2 separate regions of the Zea mays genome follow, and region 2 is linked to region 1. Evidence: chromatin contacts called from public Hi-C data. All regions are on one chromosome and are shown on one strand. Each heading gives the region's core, a stretch centred on a gene start, on an enhancer-like site or on the middle of the called end of the contact. The rest is flanking DNA. Distances are from core to core; before and after follow the strand shown.

Region 1 (7,617 bases), core at 2,499-4,998:
AAGTCCATCTTCCGAGGCCGAGACGGGGGCCGAGCCCTGGGGTCAGGCGAGGCGGAGCTTCCTATGTCGCCCGAGGCTGGACTTAGCCGCTGTCGACCTCACTCTGGCGAGTGGCACAGCAGTCGGAGCAGGGCAGGTGGCGCTGTATTCCTATCAGGTCGGTCAGTGGAGCGACGAAGTGACTGCGGTCACTTCGGCCTTGTCGACTGGAGCGCGCGTCAGGATAAGATGTCAGACGATCCTTGCATTAAATGCTCCTGCGATACGGTCGGTTGGCGTGGCGATCTGGCCAAGGTTGCTTCTCTGCGAAGACTGGGCCTCGGGCGAGCCGAAGGTGTGTCCGTTGCTTGAGGGGGCCCTCGGGCGAGACGTGAATCCTCCGGGGTCGGCTGCCTTTGCCCGAGGCTGGGCTCGGGCGAGGCGAGATCGTGTCCCTTGAGTGGACTGAGCCTTGACCTTAATCGCGCCCATCAGGCCTTTGCAGCTTTGTGCTGATGGAGGTTACCAGCTGAGATTAGGAGTCTTGGGGGTACCCCTAATTATGGTCCCCGACAATTTAGAACCTTTTGAGCTCTCTTTATAACATGACGACTATTTATCCTAAATCTAATCATGCATGCACTCTATTGTATCTTGATTGGTAAAAACAAAATGCCCTAGCAATACCTTTGTCTTAAGCCTTTGTATTTTGCTTTTCTTCTTCTTTTTTCTATGTTGAGCACTTGATTATCCTTTGTGGCCTCCACCATTCTCCTTATGGTTTCTAATCCTGCTCAACCATGGGTATAGACTAAATATATCTCACATACAACATCATAATAAAGGTTACTCCACTAGTTGTTTTAATTATCGAACCCACACAATCTCCCAAAATTAGTGTATGGACAGAGCATGCACGTGGCATAGTTTGACATTAATGAATGTGGGAGTATTTAGTGCGACCACTATGTTGTTTGCTTCGGATTAAAGCCTTTGAACTGCTGCAGCTACAATTCATAGAGAACAAAGATTGTAAAAGCCAGTACAAATTAAAGTCAAACGGAGAGTCTATTTAGCTGCTACAGTTATATGTAGGAGCTCGTTTAACACTATTCTGTTTATTTAGATGACTGATGGATCGAACTGGCCGATAGAGGTTACTCACGTGTAAGGACTCAAAGGGCAAAATTTAACACAGTGCAGTCAAGAACGGGGAGAAATATAGACACATATACACTGTACCATACCACACACTATCGACCAACGTGGATGCTAGCCGTAGGCAGGCGGCGCGGCGCGCGAGTGGCCTATCAGGCTAGTTCTAGTGCACCATCCATCTCTTGTCCACCTACGTCATCTCTCGACTCCACTCTCGTCCCTATTACTCTAATACATAGACTGCAGCAAGATATAACCTCAGTCTATAGCGCCATCAGCTTTTATATTTTAGAATTAATTATTCATAGCGATTTGTTTCAACGGCTAAAAATTACACAACTTAATTTTACATACTACTTAAAATAAAATTACATATAATTAGAAAAAACCACGAGATGAGATAGTGTGTAAAATAAGCTCCAACTAAGTGAGAGTATTTATAAATGGACTCAGAATGAAAATTTCTAATTTTATATATTTTTTTGAATTTTTTAGACTCCAAGCAATTACCAAGTGTTAGTACGCGTGGATGGACCAAACAGAGACCGCAACTCACTCTCGCAGTCTCGCTCCGCCTGTCTCGCTCGCCAGCACCCACTTGAACACACGGCCCCGCCCCGCCTGAATTTTTTATATTTTAGCCCTTCCTCAGAAAAAAATTCATGTTTGGACCTTAGAAAATTTTAATGTCATTTTTGGACCAAAATAACATTAAAATTTTCTAAAGTCCAAACGTGAATTTTTTTCCGAGGAAAGGCTAAAATATAAAAAATTCGGCCGCCCCGCCCCGCTATCGTCCGCCTATTGCTCTACCACCTCAATTCACTCTCCCGTGCCGGCTAGAGTGAAGCTATAAGCCCGATGTCGCCGGGCGCCGCCGCCATCGGCCGCCCCTCTCCTGCCCACACAGATGCTTCCTCTCGGCCTCACTCTAGCCCCCATTGGCACCGGCCTCGGCCTCAGAGGTAAGCAGTACGTATACGTGGGCCGGTGGCCGGCTTGAGCTAGATGAGCTGGACAACGCGTTCGTTTCATATTTTCATCGTTTGGACGAATATTCTCAACCGCACTGCTGTACAGTCATGAGAATGTTTTTTTTTGTTTGAGGGGGGTGTCAATTATAATTGTGCAGGGATAACGTTGGTGAGGCTGCTCCTCTTAAAATATGATGACCGAGAATGGGCTGGGCTCCTGGGAGAATAATCGATGTTGTCGTGTTGACGGCTAACTACCATATTTATTTATGCTATTGCATATACGTTAGCAGTCAAGCAGTTCCACTGAGGATTACCTTAGCATCGTTTGTTCGTTCATACAGGGAACAGACTGGCTACCTTAGCATTTGACACGTTACATTCATTGACTCCACCAACAGATGGATGGAGAAAATAGACATGTGGGAACGTATCTCGTATGCGTCTCCACAGGTAAGTCCCTGTGTGTGTCATTGCGCTGTTTGTACGGCAGTTAATTTCCTGTAGGAATGGTTCAGATTTCTGTAGGTGAAGCCCACTTGAGGTTGGGCTGTCATCTCTGAGGCCCAGCCTTTAGAATACGATCCACTCGAAGGAACGGAGCAGATCTCTGGGGGGTGGGGGACACCCAGACGGTCAGGAAGTCCACCTAACATTACAAGGCCAAGCCCGTTTTTTTCTTCTGAATATGATGAATCGTCCATTAACAAGAAAATCTAACCCTAGATCCAAACGGGCGAAAGAACACATATGAATCTCACTGCGGAAAATTGCGGGATCAATTTCGTTCAGCATGATCCTTCGGCGTCTGAAAAACTCGAGCATGTCTCGGCGTATCGCTATTTTGTACATGTACACTTGCGTATTTCATCTATAATTAATAAGCTGTCGAAAAGTACTTGCCGCAAAGTCCCTGATACGGCCTTATTGCACTAGACATTGAGATTCCCCGCGATCAGGCAGGCAGCAAGGCCCCCTTTTGAACCCCAGATGCATGCGAAACTACTCCACGTGACACGGCATGAAGCTCTTAGAGCAGATCTGCAACGGACCTGAAGCGACCTCCCCCACTGAACAAGCAACCTGCTCCTATACTCTATAGAGCAGCAGACAAAATTAGGCCGACGGGGGCTCAGGCTCAACTCAGCCCACTTCGCCATCATCATTACCCGAAAGCAAGAACAAATGTCACCCAGCCCGGTGAACCATATTCGACCGCGCCACTGCACCCTTCCATTCCCGTCAGGAAATCGGGGGCCGCAAGCAAGCCACCGGGGACCCAATCATCTCCCGGCGAGTGGGGTGGAGTGCACTCCAAAACGCGCCCGCACTGTCGATGCCCCATGCGTACAAGGCACTGGAAGTCCGGGAGCTCCGTTCGCCCCGGTCGCCATCGCGGCGGCGCGCCACGCCCATACAAACGGCGCCACCGTAACAGACCGGGCTGTTTGGCTCGTTCGGGCACGGCGCGCGAATCCGGCGAGCTGCGATGTCACCTTTTACTGATAGACCGACGCCCTAAGGAACGGTGAAAGTTTTGATGTGATGCGTGAGCCCCACGCCATTCCTTGTAAGTAAGCATTGTGCTCGCCTCTGCGTGAGGGTAGTATAAGAGACCGGAACAGAGTGACATTAATAAACGCATGCAATCTATCACCGCCTCAGCTCGTGCTCTCTGCTCTGCACTATCTACTACCAAAGAAAGATGAAGGACTTGGCGGGGCTGGGGCACCTGTTCGTGGTGTCCTTCCTGTTCCACTTCGCCTCCTTCATGGTGATCCCGGCGGTCACCGACGTCACCATGGAGGCCGCCTGCCCCGGCCGCGACGAGTGCTCCGTCGCCATCTACCTCAGCGGCTTCCAGAACGCAGTGAGCATCATTCATTCGCACGCATGCCTGCCTGATCACTCGCCACCACCAGCTGTGTCGACATGCATGCCAGGATCCATGACACCCCGGCGCTCTCAACGTACGCCCAATGCAGGTCACCGGGATGGGGGCGCTCGTCGTCACCCCCATCGTCGGGAACCTGTCGGACAGGTACGGCCGGAAGGCGCTCATGACGCTGCCGGTCACCGTAGCCATCGCGCCGCTGTGTAAGTGGAGTGGAGCTTATTTCCAGCATGCATGGCCTGCAGGCCATTACGCGGCATCTCTGCTCAGATTTGGACAAGCTTCACCTCTCTTGTTTTTTTTTTTGGGCAGTTATACTGGCATGCGGCCGCTCGGAGGTGTACTTCTACGTGTACTACGTGGCCAAGATCATCGCCGGGGTCTTCTGCGAGGGCACCATGCATTGTCTCTGCCTTGCCTACGTGGTAAAAACTACGGGTCGCAACTATCCAAGTCACGCATATATAGTGTGTATATTGCCAAGAAACGAAAATAATAATAATAAAATAAGGAATAATAATCTAGAAGAGAAAAAAAATCACAAACCACGAAAAGTGACGATGGAGCAAACGGCGAGATCTTGACCAGGTCGAACGTGTGGACAACGCAGGCTGACCACGTGGGCCCCAGGCGTCGCGCGGCGGCGTTCGGCCTCCTCTCCGGCGTGTCGGCAGCCGGGTTCGTGTCGGGGACCTTGACCGCGCGCTTCCTCCCGACCGCATCCACCTTCCAGGTCGCCGCCGCCGTGGCCGTGGCGGCAGCGCTCTACCTCAGGGCCTTCCTCCCCGACGCTGGCGGCAGCGTCTCCTGCGCCGACGAAGCCTGCGACCCTCTCCTCCAGGATTCGTCCTGCGCCTCTTCCACATCATCCTCCGATGAAGAGCTCTCGCCTCGGCTGCCGCCGCATAAGGGAGGCCTGCCGTCTCTGTCCGACATGGTCGCGCTTCTCACTGGCAGGTTAAGAAAAAAATTCTCTTGTGTGTATAGCAGTTTTTGTGACCCTGCACTCTACTTCTCTAGTCTCTAGAGGACCGTTTACTCTTGGAGTTTCTGAGTGCTCTACTGATGTTGGTTTACTCCTCGTGTAGTCTGGCCTTGTCGGGGGCAGCAACCATCACTTTCTTCTACAGTCTAGGTGAACATGGGCTTCAGACTGCATTGCTGGTATGAAAATTTTCCATCCGACAATAGATTTCAGTTGACGTTTGTGATTTTTAGTTTTTCAGTCTAGGAGAAGGTCTAGCACTAAAGATAGCAGGAGTTTATCACCAGCTTTCGAATTGTATTTTACTTTTGATCATTTGCATCCACCAGCCATGATTTATAATTTTATATGTTTTCAAATGCTATATGCTTCTCTGTGGTCGAATCCTATGCAGTACTACTTGAAGGCACAATTTGGTTACAACAAAGATGAGTTTGCTAATCTACTTCTAATTGTCGGTGCTGCCGGGATGCTATCACAGGTACCAAAATAATTTGTTACGTGGAAGCTATAGCATTAGTTTTTCGGTCATTTCAAGGCTGCAGTAGTATTCGTTCATTCAAGAGATGTAATTTATTTTTCTCACGCTTGATGTTTGCAGCTCACTGTAATGCCTATCTTGGCTCCGATTCTGGGTGAAGAGATGCTGCTTATTGTTGGGCTTCTAGGTGGATGTACTCATGTAATAACTTTCAGCGAGACTTTTACCCAATCCTTAATGACAACATTTTTCGGGTTTTTTGGCTAAATAAATTAATTTGAAATATTGCAGGTTTTCTTGTATGGCATTGCATGGTCATATTGGGTACTTTCCTTGCACTTGACAATTTATTTATATGGACACGTTCGACATGATATTCCTCATGATCACATACGTAATAAAACTGTAACAGTGTGCTGGCTTCATAGTTCAGCACTGTGTTCCAAGTGTTTGAAACTAATTCGATCGGACCTTCTGTTGAGCATCTCAATTCATCTCTTTCTTAACCATTTCTTAATCATCTTGCAGGTACCTTATTTTGCTGCGGCATTTGTAATTTTGAGTGCTTTTGTTCACCCATCTGTAAGCCACTGTTAGCTGACCATTTTTATGATTCGTTTACCTTATGTGAGACTGCAACAAATGCTGATGGTGCTTTCAATTTTTATAGATAAGAACCAATGTATCAAAAAATGTCGGATCAAATGAGCAGGTAATTTGATTTTCTGATAGCAGTGAACTCATGATGTTTACCATATACTACTATTACGTGACAGTTGACACTACTATGTTTTGCCTACTAAATCTATGTTGCGGCGTTGCCTTCTAGGGAATTGCTCAAGGATGTATATCTGGGATTAGTTCTTTTGCAAGCATATTAGGTCCCCTCATCTTTACTCCCTTAACCGGTAAGCATTTGGTATAGAATTAGAGAAAGAACAGTAACAAAGTACTATTCCTTTACCGAATTATAGTTGGCACAAGTCTCAATCCCGCTTTGTTGTGCCAGCGTGGTTTCTTTCTGAAACAGAGCCCTTCAACTTCAAAGGTTTCAGTATTTTGTGTGCTGGCTTCTGCACCGTAAGTCTTCAGTGCAAATATTTTGCAATTTTGTTCAATATAAATTTGAGGCGTACCACTAAGGGGTTGGTATATTTTGCAGCTTATTGCGTTTGTTATCAGTTTGAGGATGCCTGGTGCTCGATCTAGTACGTGCAAGAAGACCGCAGTTCAGCATGAGCAAGCATGACAGAATATAGTATAGTGCCACCTACTCTTTTTTATTCTGCCCAAGTGCATAGACAGAAAAGGACAGGATGGGAAAAAAGTGACTTCGAGCAAAAGGAAAAGGTATAGTGACAGGAAGTGCTGGAGAAACATGCTCGATTTCGTATGTTCAAAGAGAAGGGGTTATCCTATGCAACTAGACATTTTTATCCTTCACTGGAATGTTGAGCATTGCAGAATTGACAATTGCTATGCCATCGAGCAAGTTCAGTCGTTTGTAAATATGCTCCTAGTAGGAAGTAACTGAATTATTCGCAAAAAAAGGAAGTGGCTGAACTATTGTGCCTTTTGCACGATGCTTCGTTTCAAGGATTAGCCATGAATTAACGTTTATGTACTCTAAGAGGAGGTGATTTGCATCTCAACTAAACATTTGAGTATGCAGTTAAGTTGATTTGTCCAGTTAAATATGTAGAACATGTTCCTCCTTCATAGGTCATCCTTTTGAGTTCTACTTTGCATGTTCTATTCAGGTTTTAGGGTTCAGATTCAATTACTACACGTGCTATATTTTGGGATACGGACATATGGTCTAGACTGTCTCCAGCGGTTTAGACTGTATCTAGTAGATAGGGTAAAATAAGAGACGTGTACACTGTTTGACACTGTTTTTTTAAGTAAATGTACTGTAGGAAGGTCCGAAGGTCCTACAGTAATATTATTAAATCAAAAGTACTGAGTTTAGGTATAAAGAGGAAAATTACAAAGAAATGGAAGGAAGAGGGAACAGAGGGGGGAAGAGTTACAACCCTAAATGAGCAACCAAGATGCAATATCTTCTTAAGAATAGGCTTGACTCGATGGCATAATAAGACAATTTCACTCCTAAACATAGCCTTGCACTCAGAAACCAAAGGGG
Region 2 (7,617 bases), core at 2,309-4,808, 400 kb after region 1:
AGTGGAGAGTACCCACTACAGTTACTGAGATTCGGAGTTTCTTGGGATTAGCAGGATATTATCGGAGATTTATTGAAGGATTTTCTAAGATTGCTAAGCCTATGACTTCGCTTTTGGAGAAAGGAAGAGAATTTAAGTGGGACGAGAAGTGCCAAGACAACTTTGATCAATTAAAGAAGAGGTTGATGTCACCACCAGTATGGGTTATGCCAGATCTACAGAAGGGATTTGATATTTATTTTGATGCATGTGGCCAAGGCTTAGGATGTGTGCTCATGCAAGAAGGACATGTGATTGCTTATGCTTCTCGTCAGTTACGCAAGCATGAATTGAACTACCCTACTCATGACTTGGAATTGGCAGCCGTTGTGCATGCACTTAAGATTTGGAGACATTATATCATGGGGACCAAGTGCCAAGTGTATACGGATCATAAGAGTTTGAAGTATATATTCACTCAGAAGGATCTCAATCTTAGGCAACGCCGTTGGTTGGAGCTTATTAAGGATTATGATTTGGAGATTCACTATCACCCGGGCAAGGCAAATTTGGTTGCAGATGCCTTGAGTCGCAAGGAGCATGTTCATTCAGCTATTGTTGCCCAGCTACCCGATGAGATTGTTGAGGATTTCAGGAGACTTAACCTGGGGATAGTTACTCATACTAAAGGAGTTACTATTGATGTGGAACCTACTTTGGAGCAAGAGATCCGCAAAGGACAAATTGGTGATGCTAAAATAAAAGAGATTAAGGATCTGATTACTGAAGGTCGAGTACCGGAATTTACGGAAGATGAGCAGGGCACTGTATGGTTCAAGGACAGGATGTGTGTTCCTGACATTAAAAGCCTTCGAGAGACTATATTGAAAGAGGCCCATGACTCGGATTACTCTATTCATCCTGGTAGTACCAAGATGTATCAGGATTTGAAACGGAAGTATTGGTGGTATGGATTGAAAAGAGATGTGGCTGCACATGTGGCTATGTGTGATGTATGTCAAAGAGTCAAGGCTGAACACTAGAGGCCAGCTGGACTACTGCATCCACTGAAGATACCCGAGTGGAAATGGGAAGAGATTGGTATGGATTTTATTACTGGATTGCCTCGCACCCAGAAAGGATATGATGCAATATGGGTGATTGTGGATAGATTGACTAAAGTGGCTCACTTTATTCCTGTCAAGACTACTTATAAAGGTTCTCAGCTAGCAGAGTTATATATGGCTCGGATTGTGTGTTTACATGGAGTACCAAAGAAGATCGTGTCTGATCGAGGTTCGCAGTTTACCTCAAGATTTTGGAGAAGCTTTCATGAGAATATGAGTACAAAGTTGAATTTTAGTACAGCTTATCACCCTCAGACTGATGGACAGACTGAAAGGACTAATCAAGTATTGGAGGATATGTTGAGAGCATGTGCCCTTCAGCATGGAGGAAGTTGGGATAAGAGTCTACCTTATGCTGAGTTCTCATATAATAATAGCTACCAGGCCAGTCTGAAAATGTCACCTTTTGAAGCTTTATACGGGAGGAAGTGCAGGACTCCTTTGTATTGGGAGCAGACTGGAGAAAGACAATTCTTTGGGCCTGAATTGATTCAAGAAGCAGAAGAACAAGTTCGTATAATTCGAGAGAATTTGAGGGTGGCTCAAACCAGGCAAAAGAGTTATGCTGATAATCGAAGGAGGCCACTGGAATTTGAAGAAGGAGATTACGTGTATCTCAAGGTGTCACCACTTCGTGGAATGAGGAGATTCAAAGTTAAGGGCAAATTGTCCCCTCGCTATATTAGACCATTCTTGATCTTTAGGAGAGTTGGAGAGATGGCATACCAACTTGAGTTACCTGCTAGCCTATCGGATGTGCATAATGTGTTCCACGTATCTCAACTAAAGAAGTGTCTCCGTGTGCCCGAGGAACAATTACCAATGGAAGAGCTCAGTGTTCAAGGTGATTTGACTTACACGGAGTACCCGATCAAGATTTTGGATACTTTGACTCGGGTTACGAGAAATAAGGTGATAAAGATGTGCAAAGTGCAATGGAGTCACCATGTTTTCTTGTCCGACAAAATCGGCAGAGGATCTCATCTGTGAGACCGTTCACTTCACAAGCTGCACGAGTGTCTGCTTTGATTTTTTTTTTCTCGAGAGAGAGAGACCCTGCCTTGCTTGTCTGGACACTCTGCACGACATCGAGATCGAGATGACGGCAGCTGGCAAGTTGTAGAACTAATCCGTGTCTGTTAGTCACTGAGCTGTGCCATCCGTGCATGCAAACCGTGGCAACAAGGTTAGGTGCACCGTACCTTCTTATCCTGATCGCGACGACCAGTTGGATGACATGTGCTAATTTTGTTGTCCCTGCTTATTCTTCCATTTTGTTGGGTTTTTTTTTTCCTCCCTCCAGAAGACAACAGGCACCTAACATGTACAGCGTCATGTCGTGAGGCGTGCGGATTAGACAAACGCTTGGTTGCGGCGCACGTACGTCGAGCTCAATCGCACTCTCGCTGGAAGTTTGTGTACGCCGCCCGTGACCGTGAGAGAAAAAAGATGTCATCCTTGCGACATTGACGCACCCGCTCGAGGTCGAGGGCAACAATAGATGCACTGAACGCAGCCCGGCGGGTGAAGTTGTGGACACGAGGGGGCCTAATTGGGTCTGAACTCTGAACGTCGTTCCAGAACGAGTCCGTAAAAGAATCAGTCTCCAGTGTCGGCGGCTAAGAAGCCTATGAAGCCATTTTCATGTGTGAAAGTGAAACGATCGATCGTCCATGTCTGTCGCCGTCGGGTTCCAGTCCAAGTCGCGACTGACAGGCAACAACTAGAGCACTGCATCAGCGATCCAAGTTGTGTGGCTGTCTTCTGTGGGCACGAGAGTTACAGCGTCTCAAGTATCACGTCTGGTACAGGAGCGTCTCAAGTATCAGCTATCGCATGCTGTCAGGCGATAGCGATACGGTTCCTTTCGAACAATTCTCAGTCTGTCAGAGCATCTCCAAAAAAGACTAGCTAAATAACTTCTCAAACTAAATTTTAGTTACTTAATAATATAATAGCTCTTCAACAGACTAGTCATTTAACTTGCTAAGCTATCTAGCTCTCTAAATTAACTCCCTCACTAACTAAATTTAGCTAGCAACTCTCGCTAGCTAAGCTAACTTACATTTTAAAGAGTCTGTTGCAATGAGATGTTATATATAGAGTTTAATATTTATAGAAAGTTAAATAAAAAGTTAAATAGAGAATAAAAAATAAAGAATCCTTTGGAGATGCTCTCGGTCGCTACTCGCCAGTCGTCGGCTGCTACCGCACCCGCACGATGTGGACTTGGGGCTGCGGCTCGTGTGCGCAAAAGATGCGACCGGCCTGGGACTGGGACCCGCCTCCCCTCCAGAATTCAAGAACCGATCAAACCGAGGCCCCACGAGGCAGTCCACGTGACCCCACAGAATTCCCTCCTGCGTGGCCCATCCCGCTCCGCACGTCACGGAGCACGAAAAAGCTCATTGCATTGCACCTTGCACGGAACAGACCAACCCCCACCCACCCCTCCTCCACTGGCAGCCGGGACCCGCACCCACCCCGCTAGCACGCTATGCTGCGTGTGTGCGTGCCTACCCCTTCCGCGACGGTCGTGGCGGCGTCGAAGAATTTGAACTTGTCGCCTACAGGGCTCCAGAAAACCAGACGGCTTGACCGCTTCACCTCCATTTCCTTCGTCCCCCCCGAGTCCTACTATATACGCGCGGCCGTGCGCTCGATCCATACCTCCTTCCACCGCTGACGCCTTCCTCGAGCGTTCCATCCCATCCCCTCACCCGAATCCCACTCGGCTACTCCCCACTTCCCTTTAAGAACGCGCCCCTCCCCACCGGAGGTTACCGCCCACCCATCAATCCATCATCCATCGCTCGGTAATCGATCGACCCGAACAACGCCGGGGTGCTGGTGTGAGGGTCAGGATGGTGGTCGGATTCCGCCGCACGATCTCGTTCCCGGCGCCCAGGTCCCCGGCGCCGCCAGCGGGGCCCAGCGCCGCCAACAACAAGTCCGTCGCCTACCGCGCGCGGTCGGCGAGCCTACCGTGCCGGTTCCACCCGCTGGTGCTCCAGCTCGACGACGACGTCGCCGACCTGCGTGCGCTGGTGGGCCGCCTGGCGTCGCGGGCCTCCGCGGAGGCCGTGGCCGAGGCCGCGGCGCGGCTGGGCCGCGTGCTCGCGTCGCTCTCCGGCCTGCTGCACCACCCGCAGGCGCAGGACCCGCTGCGCCGCCTCGGCCCGTCCCCGTTCGCGGAGCGCCTGCTGGACGACTTCCTCCGCCTCGCCGACGCGCACGGCAGCTTCCGCGACGCCCTGGTCGCGCTCGCCGCGCTCCAGGCCGAGGCCCGCGCCGCGCTGCGCAGGGAGGACCCGGCCCGCCTCGCGTCGGCCGCGCGCGCGCTGCGCCGGGCCGCGAGGGACCTCCCGCGGGTCGCCTCCTCGGCGCGCGCCGTGGCCGCCAGGCCCCCGCCCGCCGACCTCCCCTCCGACGCGGCGGCCATCGCCGCCGCCGTCGTCGACGCGGCCGCGGCCGTGGCGTCGGCCTCGGCGGCGGTCTTCTCCGGCGTATCCTCGCTCTCCGTCGCCGCCGCCACGGCGCGCGTCGAGGTCGACGCCACGCCGTGCTGGATGTCCTCCCCCGCGAGGTTCAGCGCGCCGTCCGCCACGCCGAGGCACGCGGTCGTGACCACCACCAGGTCCTCCTCGTCCTCCATGCCGCGGATCTGGTGGGTCGCCGACCTAATGCGGTGGATGTCGCGCGCGAAGCGTCGATCGGCCAGGAGGCAGCACGCCGCCACGTCTGCCGCGGGGCCCCGGCTGGAGGCCGCCGCGGACCCGGAGGAGCGAGAGCGGAAGGCGGCGTTCGAGCGGCTGGACGATCTGGGACGGTGCATCGCGGACGTGGAGAGCAGCGGCGAGAAGGTGTTCAGAGCCCTCGTCAACACCAGAGTTTCCCTCCTCAACATTCTCAGCCCAGTCTTCTGATTCCCGAACAGCTCTGGGATCACCAGAACCCAGCAAACTCGACTGCATTTTGCGACCTTGGATAAAAGATGTAGATAGAAATGTGTGCGCGAATGCAATATAGCAATGCGTTTTAGGGCGTTCGCGGTGCTCCATTTTGTTTGTATAGTCCCATTCAGAATTGGAGCGAAGGAACTACGTGAAGTTGCAGGAATTGGAAGAAAAGATTGTTCGAGTGTCATTCTCTGTCCATTGAGCTTGCATCGTTCAGTTGATTTCAGTGCTGCCGATTTCCAAAGTGTTCTGGAAAAAAAAGTTAGATTGATTAGTGGATCTTGCGCAGCTTCGTGGCTCGTCGTGGAGCTAAAAGCGCTGTCGCGCTCGTGATTGCCTCTGTGAGGTTGAGGCGGGTGATTCCCGTTCCCGATTGTTGGTTGAGTTCGGTGAGGTCACGTGGACGGATCATGGATGGATGGCACAAGTGATTCGATCCGGGGTGGCGATCTGCACCAGGCTTTTTCCAGCGCGATCCGCAGCACGGGTGCACCGGTGCGAGGCGTCAATGTGCGATTAGTGGCGATGTGCTGCCGTAGGCGCCATTCGCGCCGGTCCGCTGCACTGTTGGACCGTGGTGCCGTCGTGCCCACTGCCCAGCCCAGGTGCTGCTGCTTGCCTCCTCTTCTGCTTTGAGATACTTGCCCGTCCCCCCCCCCCCCCCCCCCCCCCCTTTTTTTTCTACGCGTGTCAGCTCCAGAAGAACATCGCATTCGACGTTACCATTAGATTACAATAATAACGGGACCAGCGAGGATTGCCGTGATGCGAGGTTGCAAGCACTGCAGATTCATCTTGCTCCACAGAAGCACAGAGAGAGGACCAGCACGGCTGCCGATTGAGCGCAGGAGATCGATCACGATGGTAACGAGCGATCTGCTAGATTTAAATATAGTAGGCATTAACATTTTATTTAGTCAAGGTCTTGTTTGAATGCGAACGAGAAAAGTTGGGCCCTTTTATGTAGCAGCAAACAAAAATGAATAAAGAGAATTAGATAGTGGACATCATAGCATCGTCCATTACTAGTAATTTATGAAACTAATAAATCAGTTGTCAGTTACTACTAAAATTTATTAATTAATTTATAAATATAGTTCGTATATATATCGATATTTATTATCATTCATTACCAAGAAAAGTGGGCTACAAGCCTACAAAGAATTATATTTTAGAACGAAAAGAGTAATAGTTATCATGAACCACTAACACATAAATATCACCTTGCGCATTATACACTTAGCACTCATTAAACTATTAACATACACATTACAACTATCGGTAACTATAGCCTTAAATGTTTTTACTCTACTTAATTTAATTGTGAAATAAAAATAGATCAAACCCAATTAAATCTGGTCAGAATCTTCTCAGGTCGCCGGACGAGTACATGGCCACACCCCTACACACCGACGCGGAAGGAGGTAGCGGTAAGCGGCCAGCTCGGCGGCTCCTCCGCTCCTTCCCCCGTGCGGCTCCGCGGATGGATGCGAGATCACACCAAGTTCCCCTAAAGTCAAGGCCCCAAGCCCCTCGAGTCATCTAAATTTTTTGCACACTCGAAAGCTGCCAGACAGGGCGCGGCCAGCGTCGGGACATGGAACGAGAGCCTTGTTGGGTGGGTGCCCGACAGGTTGACCCTGAGCCCCCCTGGCCGCAGCTGGACTTGCTGGGGATCGCCTGACCGTCGTCCGGTCCGTGGAGCAACATGGTGAGACAGACGCGAGTGTCGCTTGCTACTTGCTAGGGACACGTCTAGTTCAGGGACCTTCCGAACTGTGCAGGCAATGGGCTCCCGTCCTCCAAGACCAAGCACAACACATCTAGCAAGGACAGTGCATCAACTCGTGCTAGTGTTGTTACCTGAATTGTTCAGAAAATTGAAAGGAATGGACCGTTTGAATTTGGTTCCAGCACAGAGATTTTGACAGGCTATCAGCACGGGACCCCACTTAGGTTTTGTTCAGTTATTCCCGATACACATGGATTAGATGGGATTAGGAAAAATTAAAAAGTCTGACTTGTTTAGTATTCAAACCCATCAAATCTCACTCAATCCACATGTATTGAGAGTTAACCAAACAAGCCCTTAATTAAAGTAGTTGCTTCTTCGCTAACATCAACATGGACATTTTTTGTCACAAACGCACATCCCGGCTTGCAAGCATGTATAGTACTCCCTCCGATTTAAAATATAATTCATTTCACTTTTTTAACCATAATTTTGACCCCTCGTCTTATTCAAAAAAATCATGAAAAGATGAAAATTTAATTCATATATTAAGTATATTTGATAATAAACAAAACCACAATGAATTATTTGTTTTTTCTATAATTTTTTTGAATAAGACGAGTTGGTAAAACTTGTGATAAAAAAGGCAAGTGAATAATAAACTGGGACGGAGAGAGTATTTGCTTTAAAATACATCTGTCTAGTGTTTAGTCCATAAGCAGGTATTATTGATACAAATATTAGAAGGAAAAGGGGACCCCAAAGCAAAGAAAATGCAAAAAAAAAAAAAGAGCTAACTAAACCTGCTGGCATGCACGCG

The links. A called contact is a pair of places that touch in the nucleus more often than the background predicts.
Region 2: a Hi-C map of tassel shows a contact between it and region 1, with 2.1 times the contacts expected there. The contact joins the enhancer-like site here to the promoter of LOC100277128 in region 1. A contact is called at or near these places in 2 of 25 Hi-C or Micro-C datasets (ear and tassel).

What each region holds. Positions count from the first base shown.
Region 1 is chr5:197,906,765-197,914,381 of Zm-B73-REFERENCE-NAM-5.0, forward strand. LOC100277128 reads left to right here and starts at 3,749. Exons shown (of 13, transcript NM_001150784.2): 1 at 3,749-3,981; 2 at 4,097-4,208; 3 at 4,318-4,430; 4 at 4,616-4,962; 5 at 5,094-5,169; 6 at 5,385-5,471; 7 at 5,592-5,672; 8 at 5,763-5,795; 9 at 6,000-6,053; 10 at 6,142-6,183; 11 at 6,301-6,379; 12 at 6,481-6,551; 13 at 6,634-7,218. The coding sequence starts at 3,817. The coding sequence ends at 6,720.
Region 2 is chr5:198,307,168-198,314,784 of Zm-B73-REFERENCE-NAM-5.0, forward strand. No RefSeq gene overlaps it. Among protein-coding and RNA genes, the nearest start is that of LOC103627529, 30 kb to the left of the region's middle. Within about 2 kb of position 3,559, at least 20 of the 20 cell types and tissues checked have an H3K27ac peak or open chromatin away from gene starts, as enhancers often do. A contact at or near this core is called in ear and tassel, where this site is marked.